2 separate regions of the Mus musculus genome follow, and region 1 is linked to region 2. A link is a contact called in public HiCAR-type data. All regions are on one chromosome and are shown on one strand. The core of a region is the stretch at or near the end of the contact, and the rest is flanking DNA. Distances in the headings are between cores, read along the strand shown.

What was found. HiCAR-type assays count read pairs that join an accessible place to other places.
Region 1: a contact with region 2 is called in a HiCAR-type map of astrocytes, with 7 times the contacts expected there. The contact joins the promoter of 2610300M13Rik here to the promoter of Prdm5 in region 2. A contact is called at or near these places in 13 of 39 promoter capture datasets (the 3T3-L1 cell line, cranial neural crest, embryonic stem cells and 7 more), 3 of 484 Hi-C or Micro-C datasets (bone marrow-derived macrophages, cortical neurons and nephron progenitors), 6 of 115 datasets of contacts at active chromatin or transcription factors (astrocytes and embryonic stem cells) and 4 of 9 other capture datasets (adipose tissue, embryonic stem cells, liver and 1 more).

What each region holds. Positions count from the first base shown.
Region 1 is chr6:66,463,076-66,469,789 of GRCm38.p6, reverse strand. It overlaps 2610300M13Rik (a long non-coding RNA gene), which reads left to right and starts at 3,307. Exons shown (of 3, transcript XR_869151.1): 1 at 3,307-3,386; 2 at 4,025-4,279.
Region 2 is chr6:65,774,171-65,780,604 of GRCm38.p6, reverse strand. It overlaps Prdm5 (PR domain containing 5), which reads right to left and starts at 1,643. Exons shown (of 15, transcript NM_027547.2): 1 at 1,412-1,643. The coding sequence starts at 1,504.

The DNA.
Region 1 (6,714 bases), core at 2,058-4,557, 690 kb before region 2:
TTGTTTTTATTTTATATATGTGAATACATGTAGCTGTCTTCAGACACACCAGAAGGGGACATCGGATTCCATTACAGATGGTTGTGAGCCACCATGTGGTTACTGGGAATTGAACTCAGGACCTCTGGAAGAGCAGTCAGTGCTCTTAACCGCTGAGCCATCTCTCCAGCCCCTCATATAACAATTTTTGTCTTATTTTCTGTCTGTTGTTTTCTAATTTACTCTGTTATCAGTATTGGTATCTCAAACATTTCATACTCACAATCCTAATTGAATTTTTGTGACCTGGTGTTGATACCCTTCTTGGGGCTGAAGATATGGCTAAGTGATTAAGAATGCTTATAGCTCTGTAATAGACTCACAATAATCCTTAGTCCATTTACAGGGCTGGACACTCTCTTCCAGCCTCTATGGGCATCATGTACACACATGATACACATGCATGCATGCATATAGAACAATCATACACACAAACTTAAAAAATGTCTTAAAATTGCTAAAACAAAACAAAATCTCTTGGATTTCCTTACATAGCCTAGTAAGACGACTTCACATTTTTTCTACTCGTATGAAACATTATATGTTCTGGGCTTCAGTCTAAAGATGTGCTTATGAAATTGTAGTTTAATACTGCCAGTGTTCACTATTGAGTAAGTATTCCCCAGATCCTGGCATGCAGTTATTTTAATTTTGTTCAAAAATATGTGCATTTTGAAAGAATTGTAAGAATTCTAAACTGATGTGAAAAAGCCCATATTTCAGAGTATCTCTGCATCTATCCCGTGCAGAGGATTTCACATGTATCGATTTCAAGACTGACTTCTGCTACAGGAAGCAATAGAGGTGACTCCCTCAAGCTTCTATTTTAAGTGGACTATCCTTGTGTTTATTAGAAATTACAACAAAGCTATTAATTCATATACACCATTTTGTTTTACTGATTGAGACTAATTTAAGCCATCAATTTACCAACACTAATGATAAGTTCATTGGCTGTCAAATGTCAGCATGAATGAGAAATTGCCATATTGGAAGATCAATGGTAAAGTGGAACTGTCCCAATGTTTTCGCAAATCTTAACTGCTTTGCTGGATAGAATGTAGCAGGATTCTTCTGTCTGTTTCTGTACTTACTCTGCTGTCGATCATACATCACACTGCTTTTTAGAGAACTCCATTATCGACTTGTGAAACCTGTTCTGGGTTAGCAAATACCGCAGGAGAGACCATCTGCGGGCAGGACTCTGGAGCTCACATAGGAAGCCATCACATAGCAAACCAGCTGTTAATTTTCTTGTGCTTCAATATGCCTTATAAAAGAAAACAAGCAATAGCATTTATATTTCAGACTGTTTTGAGGGTTAAGTGACTCAATACATGGTTTATAATTACAATGTATTTAGCGTTAGAAATTATCAGTTTTGTAGCTAGAACAATATAGTCTTTTCTATCTTATATATCATTGATTTTCAATGTTTTTTTCCCCAGATCCAAATTTCTATTTGCTTATTTTAAGTGGGGGAAATAAAAGAAACATCTTTGATAACAATTAACTTTCAGGTGATGTTAGTCATTTGACAATCATTTTGCTATGTAATTGCAATTCATAATTATATCTGAATTACCTATTAGGACTTAAAAAGGTACTTTATAAAATTAAAGTTAATCCCAAACTTAATTTTAGTTTTCCCAGGCTGTCTTTAAAGTTGATGTATAAATGAACATGACTTTGATCTTCTGACCTTCCTTCTCCCATCTCCCAAATTCTGGGATTACAGGCATTGCACACTCTGTCTGTGTAGAACTGGGGAAGGAACCCAGTGTTCATTCATGCTTGGCAAGTAGTCTACCATCTCAGCTACATCCTGGGCCCCACAAACATTTTAATGGCCTATTAAATTTTATCTGTACATATACATCAATCTTCCTTTACATTATGGACTGTAACATATTTGCCTTTATATATAGTTTTGGTGGGTTAGGAGAACACAGGAAAGTCTAAATTTAATTAAATAATCAATAACTGTGTATTGTGTACAGTCCAGGAGAACACATGCATTGAGCTAACAGCAAAATAAGCAGGTAACTAAGAATGTGAGGAGATATAAAGTTAATTTTCATGTTGTATTTTACAATTTGAATATTGTCACTCCATTACTTGCCAGCATTTCAAAGGTATTGTTACTATACTGTGCTATCTATAACTAATCAAGAAGTGACAGTAAACACACACAGCTCATAGAAGAGCTTCAGTTGACGTGTGTGCTGCTGCAGCTCTGATACTAAATAGTAAGACTGTCTAAATACATTATCAGAACTTTTGCCTACTTTTTCTCAGTTAAAAAGATATCCAGTTGTCTAAAACCTCTCAAAAATAACTTTCACGTTGTTATTCTCAGAATGAACATTTAGAAATGTTTGCAAAATGTATGATTATTTTTCGATCTAATGAACTTATTTTTTTCAAAACTGGCGATGGAACTCTGTACCTTGTGTGTACCAAGCAGCACAGTACCACTGAGATGCACTCTTCCTAAGCTAGAATATATGGAAATAGAACTTTCAGTTCATCTTTGTGTTCCTAGAACAGGGCAAATTCTGTTTGGTTCACCCAGAAACTGTGTTTCTACCAGGAAATGCTCATCAAAGACTTATAATTATGAATTTTAGATTCTTCAGTTGAAACAGAGAGTTGAGACTATTTTCCTGGATATATGCGGAAAAACAATAAGTGTTTTTTTTATAACGAAACATTGTAAGGACAAGGGCTAAGCTACTTTGGAAGTTGTGCTTATTCAACAATGGTAAGAAGGCTGTAGTTTTAATTTGTTTCAGTAGATGGCACTAGGGTCTCAAGTAAAAACTCAGTTTTAGGAAAAACAAAAAAAAAATGTCTTTACTATTTAAAACAAAGCAGATGTCATAAAAATCCATGGGACTATTATATGAATAATCACATACGTACAAACAAGTGGAAATTAAATATTCATCAGATATCTTGCTTCAGCTTTCTTAACCCTAAACAATTGTGGAAGATTAGATAGATTGAAGAGAGAAATAAACACAAACTTGAAGATTATAGTTCCGCAGAAAAGTCTCCAGGATGTTTTTAGTTACAGTTTCCTTGCAAGATTTATTTCTTTAAAATATTTTAAAGAATCACATTATTTTCTCCTTTTCTAGTTGTACTCACTAGCTGTTCACAACTTGGACACGGAAGAAAGCCTAGAAGATCTCTACCTAGAATTCACAAAACAAAGCAAGCACATACACGTTGTTTGAAAAGATTCCCTCCTTAGAAGCCTTGGCTCTTTTTGTGAACATTGTTAGGATCTACTCAGTGGAGAGAGCTGTAGTTTTATTCCTTCTGATATCTGAGACCAACAAGTAAGTGTTCACCCTGGAAGTCTCTCATTTTCTTTGACTGTTTCTTATTTTTTATACAAAGACTCACCATGTAGCCCAGGCTAGCCTAGAACATAAGATCTCTTCTGTCTCTTTCCTTAGTGTTGGGACTCCTTGATTTAAAACAATTACCCTTTATTTCTATCTCTTCTTATAGAAAACTGGGTATCTTGGATGTAGTGTTTGCAACTCTTTATTACAATCACTCTTTATCTTTTCCTAGGCTCAATGATTATTACCAGCTGGTTAAAATACAGTGTTTGTAAAACAAACCAGTATTTCCTTGTATACTTTAAAAGTATGATTATATTATATAAACATATTACAACTATTCTCATTTTCTTTAACCAGATAGAAGTTAATGATTAGAGAAATCCACATCTCTACTTAAAAAGTTTTAAAATACTATGAGAGGATATTGATGTAGAGAAAATTTTCATGGAAAATGTATGACATAATAATTACACAGTAATAAAAATATAGGAGCATAAAGACAAAAGAAGTACTGAGATTTTAATTCTGTGATTACACAATTGTGTTTTTACAAGGAGCTAAAACTGTTTGGCTTCAATAGTGTAACTTCCCAAAAGTCACTTTGTTGTGATGTCCCCAAATTCCAGAGCTTTCTCTTTGCCCTCACCCAATCCGACTCACTGGCTCATCTTTGGCTTTTGTGTGGTGTCTTCACTGAGTAAAGCCACGACAGAGGAATGGAACCACAGTCTCCTCCTGAGTCCACATCGTCCCCAGTGCAAACACGTGTTGCAAAGGATTTCAGTTTTACTATTGCAGTCAGTAGAGAAACCAACTGGGGATAAGTTTGAAGGACGTGCTGCTGATCTTAGATGCCTTCTTGAAGTCAACCACATAAGCAGGTAAGTTTTTATGCTCCTTTCGAGTAACTAAGTTTTTCTTTCTTTTTTCTTTTTTTCCATTTTACTTTGTTTTGAAGGGACACAGGGTTATGAGTCAGCGCTTTTAAGAGTCAGGAAGGAACCAATAGAAAAAGAGGATTCCCTGCTCTCTGCCTGTTTGATGGGACTTTATTACTGGAGTTTGCCACATGGCAGCAGTTACCTTAAGGTGGAATTTGGAGATGGCAGTGGAGAGCAGGGAGAAGCAGCACAGAGCATTGAAACGCCATAGAACCCGCACAGATGCAGGCTGGGATGCTTTTACAAAACATTGTTTCTGACGGAAAGTTCGACTTTGCCCCCTCCCCCTTAAATTACAGCAACAGATACAGGGAAGATTATTGTAAGATTATTATTGAAAAGGTTTGCCTGTTCTGTCAGTGTCCCTGAGTGTTAGTGTGGCTTTAATCCCTTACTAGCTATGTGGTAGTGTGAATGAATTTCTTTTTACCTTTTTTATTTTAAAAATAAAAACAAATAAATTACTTCATTACAGAGACACTACCTTCAAAAAATAACAGCATCCACAACAGCCCCTTATTGTCTAGAGTTTGCAACATTCACACTGAAATCTCGGGCAGTGAATACAACTTTGGCCCATTCAAAGGGATTTCTGGTGTGAGGCACATCACATCAAACAGGGCAGCTTTATCGTCCACCATGTTCTTCGTTGCCATGAACTCTGAGAGAACAGAATTTGTTCACAGGGTGAAACACATGTTTATGGTGTGAATAAACTTCTCAGATTCAAATCTGTGTGACATTGGTAGACACAGGAATTCTGAGGCCAAATGGGATGTTTGTGGCCCGTATTTGCATATCAATGCCCAGACACCCTTTTAGGAATACTGCTGCTTCCTGACAATGCTGCTGTCTGAAGTCTGGGGAAAGAAAACCCATAAAAGTTTGGACTCTTACAGGGAAGGTGCGCAGATATCTTGTATTTGGACCTCCTCCTGGCCGAAGAAGAAGGCCCAAGACAGGACCTTTCTCAGACACTGTGTTGCTTTGGCGAGCTTGCCAGCAGAGAGTGCTCTGAGCACTGAAACTCAGAGGAGAGAATCTGTCTCCCAGGTCTGCTGATAGACGGTAACAGAATCACCAGAAGAACAATCTCTAAACAGAGTCAACTATAACTACTAACTCCAGAGATTACCAGATGGCGAAAGGTAAACGGAGGAATCTTACTAACAGGAACCAAGACCACTCACCATCACCAGAACCCAGCACACCCACTTCGCCCAGTCCAGGGAACCCCAACACACCTGAGAACCTAGACCTAGATTTAAAAGCATATCTCATGATGATGGTAGAGGACATCAAGAAGGACTTTAATAAATCACTTAAAGAAATACAGGAGAACACTGCTAAAGAGTTACAAGTCCTTAAAGAAAAACAGGAAAACACAATCAAACAGGTAGAAGTCCTTACAGAAAAAGAGGAAAAAACATACAAACAGGTGATGGAAATGAACAAAACCATACTAGACCTAAAAAGGGAAGTAGACACAATAAAGAAAACTCAAAGCGAGGCAACACTAGAGATAGAAACCCTAGGAAAGAAATCTGGAACCATAGATTTGAGCATCAGCAACAGAATACAAGAGATGGAAGAGAGAATCTCAGGTGCAGAAGATTCCATAGAGAACATCGGCACAACAATCAAAGAAAATGGAAAATGCAAAAAGATCCTAACTCAAAATATCCAGGAAATCCAGGACACAATAAGAAGACCAAACGTACGGATAATAGGAGTGGATGAGAATGAAGATTTTCAACTCAAAGGTCCAGCAAACATCTTCAACAAAATTATTGAAGAAAACTTCCCAAATCTAAAGAATGAGATGCATATGAACATACAAGAAGCCTACAGAACTCCAAATAGACTGGACCAGAAAAGAAATTCCTCCCGACACATAATAATCAGAACATCAAATGCACTAAATAAAGATAGAATACTAAAAGCAGTAAGGGAAAAAGGTCAAGTAACATATAAAGGCAAGCCTATCAGAATTACACCAGATTTTTCACCAGAGACTATGAAAGCCAGAAGAGCCTGGACAGATGTTATACAGACACTAAGAGAACACAAACTGCAGCCCAGGCTACTATACCCAGCCAAACTCTCAATTATCATAGAGGGAGAAACCAAAGTATTCCACGACAAAACCAAATTCACGCATTATCTCTCCACGAATCCAGCCCTTCAAAGGATAATAACAGAAAAAAACCAATACAAGAACGGGAACAACGCCCTAGAAAAAAAAAGAAGGTAATCCCTCAATAACCTAAAAGAAGACAGCCACAAGAACAGAATGCCACCTTTAACAACTAAAATAACAGGAAGCAACAATTACTTTTCCTTAATATCTCTTAACATCAATGGTCTCAACTCGC
Region 2 (6,434 bases), core at 394-2,893:
TGCAGTAGGATGGCTCAAGATGCTTCAGCCCACACCAACGAGTACTCCCAACACAAGGACATGAAAATGTCAAAGAGAATGCCCTGCTCAACTACCAAAAAATGGTCTGAGTAAAGCAGAAGGAGGATTGTGCAGTAATTCTTACTTTTGGACAGCTGTCTGGTGTCCTACTATTCGTGAGCACAAAATTATTCTTAATTATAGTTACACCAGAAACCTTCAGGAAAAGTCCATTTAGGGGTTTTTCATGCTGTAAGACCTAAACAGAAGCATATGTCAATGGGACATGGGAGTCATTTGATGATGGTGATACTTGGCTTTGCAAGACTGCTGATTTTGACATTTCGTCATGTGGCAATATCTATCCAACTCATCACTAAATGGAATGAAGTATTAACTCCTGTGTTTTGTTTGTCTACATTTAATATGTGAGTTGTTTTTTGTTGTTGTTTTGTTTTGTTTTGACCACTTGACCTATGGTAACTTCTTGTAGGTCATGTTGTGAGCCCAGAGCTACATTCACACACTACCCTCTGAACCTCTGCTTTTCTAAGTATCTGCTAACAGGGCAAAATCAAAACAGCGAGGAGAGGCCGGGAACGTGTCAGGGGCAAGGTTTATAAACATGTTGTTCCATAACAGAATGTTCTAGAAAGAGCATATGTTTTCCTTTCAGAAACCATGGGTTTGAAGCTTAATTCGTTAACTTGGCAGGTTAACTGCAGCATTCCTATGCTCACCTCTTAAATGATAACTAAAAGACAGTTCCCCAGAGTACTGAGGGGTAAAGTCAAATGATATATATGGACAAAGTACCAAGCATTGGCCCTGCTCTGTGAACCTTGGATCTGCTTACTCTAGATGTCTCTGCCCTGACTCCTCTATTTCAAGTCTGCTAACCCACAATAGCTCAAGCCACCATGTTCTAAAGTTATAACTTAAGATTTGGAGCGCTCTGGTTTCCTGTCTTCTACATCTCTCCAATGAACAACCAACATCTATAGTGGGTCATCTCACAGACAGGGAAACCTGCGCTTAACTTGATCCCATGCCTGTGCCGTTCTGGAAGGTGATCCAATGCCAGGATAAAATTCAAAAACTCAAAGAAAATAGGCCGAAGATCCAGATACCACCCCCAGGATGGCAATGTCGGGAAGGCCTGCTTCTGTGGCTCCCGGGCCTGCACTGGGCTGCAAGCTGCCAGGGCCCATCTGCACAAGCAGTGAGGGGTATGACCAGGCTGCCAACTGTTCAGAATTCAGGAGCCGTCCGGCGCTGGGCTGGGGGAGACTGCAGCCCATGGGAGCCTCTCGCCACAGCCGCGAAAGACAACCAGACACCCGCTCCCTACAGGCCCGTTCTCCCCGCAGGCCCTGGGACGTGGCGCGGCCTGAGCGGGCCGCTCACCCACCTTGCGCACGCGGCGGGCCGTGTAGAGCCCCATCCCGTCCTGGACCCGGGACGACTTCAGGGCGAACCTGTCTGGTACGTACATGCCCAGCATCCTCCGTGGCTCGGCCGCGCTCCGGAGGCGCCGCACGTGGAGATGGGGTGCGGGCCTGGGGCGGCCGGGAGGAGGAAATGAGCTCGGCTCCCAGAATCCCCACCTCCCTCCTCGGCTCCCCGCGGCCAGGCCCCTCCTCGGCCGGGGCAGGCGCGGCCGGAGCGGTGGGGAGCCCAGGCCACCGGGCCGCGCTGATTGGCCCAAAGTTTGTGGCGCCGGCTGGAAGCCTCAAACCCCAGGCCATGGAGCTTCCAGCTCCGAGATGAGGATGAGCCTGTAGCCACATCGACCCTCCTCACCATCTCTGCGTTCGGCAGAGGTTCCCGCATCTCCTCAGATGCAGAATGAAATAGGCCTTGGCATTTCCAAAACAGCCTTTTGCTAACCACAGCCGAGACCAACCCAGAAAGTCTGGGAAACCTTTGAGTCTTACTGGATGAGTGTTCCAGGGTTGAACTAAGGAGAGGCCAAGGAGTCTGCTCTATTTCAAGATGAGAATTGGATATAAGTATTTAAGTAATATGGTGAGGAGCCTTCTGGAAAGTGATTATTACTTTCCAAGGCTTGTGACTACCAAGTCCTCTTACCAGATTTGTTCAAGTCAGACCCCGGGCCTTGCATTCCATTCAACAAGACTGGGTTACCAGTCCTTAATAGACCAGTTATCCTGGTTAGGTTTTTTTTGTTAACTTGACACAAGCTTGAGCCCTCTGGGAAGCTGGAATTTAAATTGAGAAAATGTCCCCATCAGATTGCTCTGTAGGAAGTCTGTGGATCATTTTTCTGGATTAAAGATTGGAATGGGAGGGTCTAGCACATTGTAGATGGTGACATCCCTGGGTCACATGGTCCTAGGTTGTCTTTTAAAAAGGCAAGCTGAGCAAGCCATAGGGAGCAAGCAGTGTTTTGTTCTGGCTCCTGCTTCCAAGTTCCTGCCTTGAGCTCTTGGCCCTGACATTTTTCAATGATGGACCAAGATGGGAAACATACGCCTCTTGCCCTGTCCTCTCCCCCAAAAAGTCCTTTCCTCCCCAAGTTCCTTTTGGCCAGAATGTTTTATCACAGAAAATAGAAATCAGAGTAGAAAGCAGAGTAGCTGTTAAAAGGACTGTAATGTAGTCCTTGGTAATGTCTCGCCAAAACTCATGTGTTGAATACTTTTGGGAAGTGATTGTATAAGGAATGTTCTAGCCTAGTCAATGGATTCATCCATAGACATATTCATTATCCAGTGCTACTATTGGAAGCTGGTAGAACTTAAAAGATAGAGCCTGATAGGACAACGTAAGTCATTAAATGAGCATTCTCTTAAAGGACATTAAGGTCCCTCTTCATCTTTCTCTGATTCCTGGATGCCAAGGTGAGCAGCTTTTCTCTACCTTTACATCAACGTGCCTCTGTGTTGCCATGAGACATGAAAGTGATGGAGCCACGAAACCTCTCAGCCCATGAAACCAAATATATCTTGCCTCTCTTTGTTGCGTGTCTCCAGTGTTTCCTTTCCAAGCTAGATAACACATCAGGATAAACACTAAGATGGTTATACTGTGGTCAGTTGTCCAAGTCAATTCATTCAACTGTGTTCAACAAAAGATAAAGCACTGCTTTCTGCAGAAGGATCTATAAGATAAAACTGAGCAGATATGTGTCCTGTTTATACCTACAGTTCACTTATAAATTCAAAACCTGCAGAAGTGATGGAACGTGAAAGTATTTGTAATTAACCAACAAGGCAGGACTAATGTTCTTACACCGATTTCCCCTTTTCCACTATAAAACCAAAGAGTGACTTGAGCTCTGAGTTCTTTTAAAAGAACTTACCTTACCCAACTGTATTGACTCAAACATGACTGATACAACTGTCAGATCTGTTTTGGCTCACAGGTTCAGTTTGGTGAGTTATGGTGAGAAGGTCCTGTAGATTCAATCAGTTCACATAATGGTAGTTCTGGAAACAGCAAGACAATAGGCAACATGGACTAATACAACCAACAAGAACCTACCCCCCCCAAGGCCTACTACCCCCAGCATGTGTCCGCTTCTGAATTTACAGAGCTTCCCAAAAGAGCACCCCATTTTCAGAGAAAGTACTCCAGTTATGAAAGGATGGGGTTTATTGTATATTCAAACCACAAAACAGATAATTCTGAAGAAGTATGCAGTTTTCCAGAACCATCTCAAGCCACGTAGATATAATATAGTAATATCTCACTGGTTACGTAATGCAGAGGCAAGACCAACTTGCCAACAGAGAAAAAGTTTCAATTTTCCTACTGTCTGAAAGCTTATGGGCTGAAGCAATGGTGCTACCAACAAGATATTATCAAGATGCAAAAGTGGCACTTGTATTATAGGTACAACCAACAGCTACCTAATTAAACCTAAAATCCACTGAATTGGAGAGAAATCATGCCTGAGATATCAAGCCCTAGAGGAAAGCCTACTACTACCACATTTCTAAAGTAAGGTGGTTTCCAACTGCAGTCTGCGAAATACTCAACCTTATACCCATGGGTATGTTCAGCTACCACATCTTATAAAAGAAGCTTCTTTTTGCAGCAGATAGAGAGTATCAGAGAGATCCATAGCTTGTCAAAATGCAGAGAATAAATGACCATTGGATGCAAAATTCCAAGTGAGATATTTATAACTCCTATACCTAACACTCAGACAGAAGAGGGACTAAATAGATTGAAGAGTCCTAAGGTACAGAACAACTACTTTGTCGTAGTTTCTTCAGGACAGGACAAGGATTTTTCTCCCATGACCTCTCAATAATATGGATGTCTGCACAAGACAAACAAAAACTACACCAAGTAACTCACCACAAGTTCCACAGCTAAATGAAGAGCCATGGGTAATCAGTGTTGCTATGAGGAGTAGAACCACCTTTAATTTTGGGGGGTTTGTTGAGATTTTTTAGGGTTCACAGACTTTATTGGTTCAACAATGAACAGCAAAGATAATGTTAACTATCACTCTGGGGGTGTCGATGTAGACTTGAAAGGCACCCTTGGAAAGTAGTTTTTGCTTTTATTCCTTTTGTTGTTATTGGTTTTTAGTGACAAGACTGAAACTATAAACACGCACAAATGGGTCAACTCTAATTTTACACACACACACACACACACACACACACACACACACACACATATATATGAATGAATATATATACACACTGGATGAAGATGAAGAAGTTAAAGGGAGTGGGGAATGGAAATGGTGCAAATACAGAGTATTCCTATGTGAAAGCTTCAAAGTATCTTTTCACTCATGCAATAATGTTTTAAATTATATATTCTTTGATGAGGTTTCTACTTTTAGGAACATCCACACCTATATCATTGCCAATCAGATGGCATCCTCAGCCCAGAAAAACAGTACCAGAGAACTGCAGTAACAAACACCTACAGCTTTGCTTATAAATATCGATGCAAAAACACTCAATAAAGTTCTCGAAAACTGACTCTACAACCACATGAAAAACATCATTCACTGTGATCAAGTAGGCTTCATCCCAGAGATGCAGGGATGGTTTATATATATGAAAATTCACCAATGTAATCCATTATATAAACAAACTGGGAAAAAATCACATGATCAGCTCATTAGATGCTGAAAAAGCCTTTGAAAAATTCAATGTCCCTTCATGTTAAAAGTCTTAGAGACACCAGGGATTCAAGGCACATACCTAAACAGTAAAAGCAGTATACAACAAGCCAATAGCCAAAATCAAATTAAATGAGGAAAAAAATTAAAGCAATCCCACTAACTTCAGGGATAAGGCTTCCTACTCTCTCCCTGTCTGTTCAATATAGTATTTGAAGTTGTAGCCAGAGTTATAAGACAACAAAAGGAGATCAAGAAGATATAAATTGAAACGGAAGAAGTCAAGGCATCACTGATAATCTGATAGTATATGTAAGCGACACTCAAAATTCTACCAGAAAATCCTACAGCTAATAAACTTCAGCCAAGTGGCTAGATATAAAATTAACTCAAACAAATCAGTAACCCTCTTGACATGTGCTGCACTATGTTCATAGCAGCTTTATTTATAATAGCCAGAAACTGGAAACAGCCCAAATGTCCCTCTGCCAAAGAATGGATATAGAAAATGTGGTTCATTTACACAGTAGAATACCATTCAACTATTAAAAGCAAAAGCATCATGAATTTTACAGGCAAATAAATACATGAAACTAGAAGATATCATCCTAAGTGAGGTAACCCAGACCCAAAAGAACATGCATGACAGGAGCCTAGCATAACTGACTTCTGGGAGGCTCTACCCAGTAACTGACTGGAACAGATGCAGATACCCATAGCCAAAATATTGGACAGAGGTTGGACACTCTTATGGAAGAGTTAGAGGAAGGATTAATGGCCATGAAGGGGATTAAAAACTCTGCAGGAAGACCAACAGAGTAACCTAACCTGGACCCCTGAAAACTCTCAGAGACTGAGCCACCAACCAAAGAGTATACATGGGCTGAAGTAAAGCCCCCTGCACGTATGTAGCATATGTGCAGCTCAGTTTCCATGGCTGCCTTGTCTGGCTTCCATGGGAGAGAATATGTCTAAGCCTACAAAGTCATGATGCACCAGAGTGGGGAGATACCAGGGGGCCCCATCCTCTCAGATGAGAAGGGGGATGGGGATAGGAGGAAGGACTCTATGAGTGGGGGACTGGGAGAGAGGACAGTTTGGGGACATATAGATGATAGACAGACAGACAGACAGACAGACAGAGTCAAAGCACAGCATATGCAACCAAAATTCTAGCACACATTTATGCACAAGATAAGAGTCTCTATGACATCTGTGGGCAATCACTGGGTGAGCAAATGTTTACATTATCCAAATTCTACAGGAGGAGAGATAGGGAAAGGAATGGAAACCACATTTAATAAAATGATAACAGAAAACT